Regions from separate parts of the Sus scrofa genome. Here region 1 is linked to region 2. The links are chromatin contacts, called in public promoter capture Hi-C maps. All regions are on one chromosome and are shown on one strand. The core of a region is the stretch at or near the end of the contact, and the rest is flanking DNA. Distances in the headings are between cores, read along the strand shown.

Region 1 (2,884 bases), core at 241-2,740, 260 kb before region 2:
GATAATTAGCATCAAATCACTTTAATCCCCAAAGCAGCATGCAACTGGTATAAAAACCTAAATTTATAAAATGTTCAAGTTAGTTTTCTTAACACACATACAAAAAATGCATAAATATCCTTCCTTTTAGTAAAATTCAACCATATCCAATCTGCAGGATTTTGAAGCTTGGTGCGGAGACATGATTTTTTTTCCACAGGCCATGAAGCAAGGACTCTGGAAGGAAGGCTCCTACAAATCCTCAGATAACTTAAATCTTCATGGAAGGTACTCTTTAATCGGTTCACTCCTTTTACTCACTGATCATTGTCTAGAATAACCAATCATTTCTTCAAACAAACTATTCTATGAGCAGATGGCCAAATTCAACTATCAACCATTATACAAGTAACAGTACCTAAAACCGAGAACCTGAAGATCTTCACCAACTGAACAAAAGCTATAATTCCTGCCATATCAAAAGCTCAAATAAGATTTGGGCATTACAACCAGTGAGCAGAGCAGAACAAAAAAGACTACTGTGATTTTAATAAGACTAATGACTTCTGGCATTTCCTGCCAGCTTGTGATTTATCAGCTCACAGGACTATAGCTCTTACTCAAAGGAGGTTTTAAAAGGGCCGAGGGTCAACCTATCTAGTTAATTTGTCCAGAAGAAAAACTAACTTCTCACAATAAATTTTAGAATACTGTTTCTTCCGTTTTGTCCACTCTCAAATTAGACTACATTTCAAATGCTTAGGCTTCCTAATCACATGGCAAAGCTTAGAATAACTATTTCAAAGTCCAAACGAAATCAAACAGCTTCACAAGTAGAATCATCTAGTAGCCAAAAAATGAAGAGGAAGAAAAAAAAAGATGTCTATTTACATATCCCTCTCATTCAACCCGGAGTCATAAGATTCTGCGAAAGTTCAGCTGAAAAGAAAAACCACTTTCCACATATACATCAAGTTTACATGCCTCCAGTCAAAGAAAGTTCTCTGACTCTGCTGATAAAGAACCGCTCCATCACCACTCTCCGTTTCGGAAACGACCCTGGCATTACTGCTAATCTACCCACAGAAGTGTGCGGCTTTCCACTCCAGGTAGGTGAGTCCACGTTAACCAAGGACACAAACGCTCCCGGCAGTCCCACCCCTTTGGAAGCGTACTTTGGCGGAACCTTCCTGGACCCCATGGGCCGCCGTAGCCCCACCCCCTTACTCTTCCAGGCTCAGTTTCTCCTTAAGTGAACACTCACCAACGATATCGGTATGCGCCACTTGGATCGGTCGGCAGCTGCCACGGATGCCGGTCCTACACCGAAATGTGACAGTGGGGACGTGGGAGCCCCCAGAAGAAGAAGAAGAATGACAGGCAACACCTGAAGCCACGCAGCCGACGCCATCTTCACAGCCATGGAGTGCCTACCCAAAGTATTTCACCTTCTTCCGGTTCGTCCCGCCCTCTTCCGGCTCCCCTCTGGGGGCGGGATCATCCGGGTCCTCAAAACCGCAGGGGGCGTGTTTGTTTTGCGACTCAGCAGCCCCTCCTTCAGGCATACGTCACGGCCTGGTGTGAGGCTTTGTACCTACTGCGCAGGCGTCATCTTGTTGTAACCTAGTCACCTTGGAGCGCTAGGTTCATCGCCAAAAGCCATCGCCGAGTCTCTCGACTCCTCTACCTTAAGGGTTTGGGGACCAGACAAGAACCCCGTGGGGCGTTTGGCTCTCTCCTCCTCCTGTTGGCCCCTGTCCCTCATTCCTTCTGAGTCCGAGTCAAATGCCGGGGCCAGGAGTCTAGGAAAGCCGTAAGTCTGGCTGCCTACTTAAAGTCTAGTATTGAGTTCTAGGTTTCCGGAGGTATTTAAGCAAAAACTGGAATTTAGCCGGGGTGGAGTATAAGCGATTCCTAAACTGGACGGTGTAACAGATAACTCCTTTTAAAAAACCCCTTCTGGCCCTTAAGTCTGTGATGTAGATGTTGGCCGGCGCACATCAACTTAGAGCAGCCACCCGGCCGGCACTTCCTACTCACAGCTAAAACCGGGAGAGAGTGGGTCAGTTTTCAGTATCTTTGGCGTGACCGTCACTGAGAAAGATCTGCAGAAGCTTCGCCCAAGTCACGCAGACCGTCTTGGTACTTCCTGGTTCTCAGTCTCAGGGTTTTCATCCTCTGGGTCTGAGTTCACGCCCCCTCTGTTGCAGAAACCTTTTCGGTTCCTAATGAAGGTAGTTCCTGACCAGCCACTCAAAACCAAGAAAACTTTGCCCCCAAAAAACTAGTAGAAAGACTAGTTTGGGCGTGGAAATCCCAGGAGCAGGTGTCAATTTGTCACTCCTTGAGAACCTGGAGCCCCAGAAACTTGACGGTGGTAAAGCGCTGGTGGTTATTTAGAAAGACAATCTAAGAGACCGCCTGGGGCCTTTGCCTGAGAGCTGGGAGCCTGGTGAAGTGACTGGGAAGCCATGGAAGCAGCTGGCAAAGAGGAAATCAGGTAAAATCCCAGTAGTCCAGCAGGAACTGACTCCAGGGCCCACGGAGGCAGGCAGAACCTGGAAACAACATTCTGGCTTTGAAGATTTTATTGACTTTGATTGCGCTTGTTTGCACGTTTGGTATTTGTACATTAAATTTATATCTTTTCAATTCTCCAGAGAATTAGGTGATATTAATAGCCCCGCATGAAGTATTTTCAAGATAGTTAACAAAACTGGAAGAATTGTTATCAGAACTCTTAACACATGAATTTCAAGCATGTTGCTTTCCAAATTCCGCTGTATACACCTCTTCCTGAAGCATTCCAGAGTATATTCTTCAAAGCTGGAAAGAATGCTAATTTCTCTAATCTTTGCACACTTGATCCAAAGAAACAGTGACAAAGACTCAGTGAAGGATTTGA
Region 2 (3,018 bases), core at 185-2,684:
TGGCCCCTCTCAGCGGGTTAAGGATCTGGCGTTGTTGTGAGCTGTGGTATAGGTTGCAGACGTGGCTCAGATCTGGCATTGCTGTGGCTCTGGCGTAGGCCAGCAGCAACAGTTCCAATTAGACCCCTAGCCCAGGAACCTCCATATGCCGCCGGTGTGGCCCTAAAAGGACAAAAGACCAAAAAAAAAAAAAAAAAATGCGGGAAAGCATTATGTGTATAATGGGCTCCTTTTGTGAAGGGGCCACTGCACAATCCCACAGCAGTTTTGTGGGATTTGGAACACCCTCCCCTTTCCATCCCATCTGCCCTTCCAAATCAGTAGCAAAATTAGCCCTGCCTACATTACCTCCCAAAGACAGTCCCTTTCAAATCCAAATTAACCCCATCCCCAACAATACAATACCAGAGGAGGCTTATAAATATAATTACAACAGATAGAAAGCTTCAAGGACTCAGACATTCTCCCTAGTCTTGAGCTCCTGAACTGTTTCATAACAACAATCAGCTTGTTAGGAAAAAACCACCCTTTTTTTCCCTTAAGATTCTGATATATTTATTTGAAAACTAGTTTTATAACATTATAATCACACTCCACACTATATTCCAAGAGAAAAACCACCCTCTTTAACACCTTATCACTAGCAAAAGCTTCCCCAGGAGCAAACCTCCCCAGGCGCAAAAGCCTCCCCAGGCGCAAAAGCCGTACTCAGTCTGTTGTTGTTCAAGGAGAGGCTCTTCAGTAGAGTGAACTTCCCTATAATCATAGGCGGTAGACTCTCGATCTTGTTGCTGGACAAGTCGATGGTCCTGAGATTGCTTGTCAGCTTCTGCAACTCTGAGGGGAACTGATGAAAGGGGTTCACAGCGCAGAGAATCCTTTAACTTCCCCGCCCGCCGTCCCTCTCCCTTTAAATTCCCTGGTCCGAGTCCTTCCAGTCTCACCTCGGTCAGCCCACGATCCTTAAGCTGAAAGACACCAGTTTTCTGCGCGGTTTCCACATGAGCACGGAGGGCACTGTTTCCCATCCTAGCGCCACTGCTCAGGTCCCTGTGGGAAGGAAGCGCAGCTGTCACCGCTCGGTCCAGGCACCCAGCCACCCGGTTGGCCTCCCGGCTGGGTCTGAAGCCTCAGCTGTCACCTCCTGCGGATCCCTGGATCTTGGGGGCCAGCCCAAGAGTGGCTGGGAAGAAAGAGCAGAACACCAGGCCCTGCCGATTTTGCAGCTCTTCCGAAACCAGCCGCCGCTAGGAGCCTAGGGAGGATCCGGAATCCCGGAACTCGCCTCCTACCCCTCAGCTCACAGCCGGCTGGGTGGAGAAAGAACCAGGACCCGCGCTCGCAGGGGATGAGTTCCCCGCCCGGGAGGAAACACCCTGTGACGTCATCGAGCCGCGCCGAGCGTTCCACTCACTCTCCGCGCCACCCGGGAAGGTGTTGCCCAGCCATGGCTGCCGCTAGCCCCTGGGACCTGGCCTCCGCGCCAAACGCTGCCGGGCTACTGCTGGGCCATTTCGTAGCTTCAGGGTTGGTCACTCAGGTGCGTGGGGGCTATGGCGTCATTAAGGGGGTGCCCAAAGTGGTGACAGAAGATGGCTGTGAGGTGGTGGTGGTGGTGTTGGCTGCGGGAGTGGGTGTGAGGGTTAGCTGGAGGCTGTGCTAGGTTCGAGGCAAGTGGAGCTCCTTGCGGGCGGCAGAAGTGTCTAGTCCGCTGTGGGTTCTGCAAAATCTTGATTCTGAGAAGGTGTTTCAAGTGTCTGGCGAGTGAGTTACTCCAGATCATTTCATGGGCGATAATAAAGATTAGTGTTCCCCGCTTTTTTTCATTCAGTGATACCGCCTGTAGATTGTAATGGGTGGCGGGGTTGGGAAGTACGGGTGGGTGCTAAAACATAAATCTCCAAATAACGCTCGTTTGTGTGAAATATTGAGGCATTACGGGAGACGCTGGATACAGGAGAGCGGCAAGGGAGGCATGCATCTTTAAAGGCCAGGGGAAAAAAATATTGGCGAAGAAGACCCATAAAACCTTGGAACCTGAATGAAGGAAGGTGTTAATTTTGAGAAGAGAAGAGGGAGACTAGCTCAAGGGGGTGGTAGTTTTAGATTCGGCAAGGAAGCGCATGTTCGCAGGTCAAAGGGAAAGAGCCAATGGAGGGAGAAATTGAAGATGTGAGGGAGTAATGAAATAGAAATAGCAGATGTGACAAGGGAATGGGGAAAGTGGGGTTAAGAGAAGAGAAAGAAATTTTGAGGTAATGAAGAAGTTGAGAAATTTCACTAAAAAAGGAAACTGAGAAAAATAGGTAAAACCATCTGCAGAGATTAGCGGTATACACATGATGGAAGATTTGTGGGAAATATGCAAGTCTTTATACCCAGAAGAGTCATTAGAGAATTCTATTATCTGCTTAGAGTAATTTTAAGATGCAAAAACAAAAACCTAAGGAGACCAAGAAACATGTCCAAGTCACTCAACTAGCGAAGTAGTTAGATCCCGATGCTCTCCCTTTTCTGACACATCATATCATCTCTAGGATGACTTGTGACACTGTCTTGAAAGAGTTTAAACTGTTGAAGAACTTGAAGACCTAGTAACAAGACTTTTTATGGATTTTGGGGAAAATGAGTGGAAGTAAGGAATGCATTGGAAAGTAGACAAAACATAACCACAGCACTCCATAGTTCTCACCTTCCTCACTTCTCTCCTGTGTTTTCTTTCTGCCACGTTGCATAATGCTCTCACTAGTGTTGTCTAGTTCTGTACCAAAGTAATTTGCAAAGTTCATGCTACAAGATTTGGGATTTATCCCTTTAGAACGTACTGGTGGGAGATAAAAACACCTAAACCAAAGGAGTAAGTCTCTGGTGAGAGAATTGGGCTGCTGTTAGTGTCCCTCAAGTAACACTGATTAGACAGTTACCTCTTTTGCCTACAGGTAATATCTGCCAATCCATGGCTCCTTAAGCCCATCTTACAATGTTATTTATTGCACAGCTAGACCCAGTGAGGAAACT

Evidence for each region. Promoter capture Hi-C pulls out the DNA fragments that hold promoters and counts their contacts.
Region 1: a promoter capture Hi-C map of liver shows a contact between it and region 2, with 2.0 times the contacts expected there. The contact joins the promoter of TMEM87A here to the promoter of HAUS2 in region 2. A contact is called at or near these places in 1 of 5 promoter capture datasets (liver) and 1 of 47 Hi-C or Micro-C datasets (heart right ventricle).

The regions. Positions count from the first base shown.
Region 1 is chr1:129,096,994-129,099,877 of Sscrofa11.1, reverse strand. TMEM87A (transmembrane protein 87A) reads right to left here and starts at 1,490. Exons shown (of 20, transcript XM_005659710.3): 1 at 1,244-1,490. The coding sequence starts at 1,402. It overlaps GANC (neutral alpha-glucosidase C), which reads left to right and starts at 1,565. Exons shown (of 25, transcript XR_002345333.1): 1 at 1,565-2,479.
Region 2 is chr1:128,837,443-128,840,460 of Sscrofa11.1, reverse strand. It overlaps HAUS2 (HAUS augmin like complex subunit 2), which reads left to right and starts at 1,434. Exons shown (of 6, transcript NM_001243905.1): 1 at 1,434-1,540. The coding sequence starts at 1,448. LRRC57 (leucine rich repeat containing 57) reads right to left here and starts at 1,324. Exons shown (of 6, transcript NM_001244811.1): 1 at 1,142-1,324; 2 at 945-1,050; 3 at 709-847. The coding sequence starts at 1,028.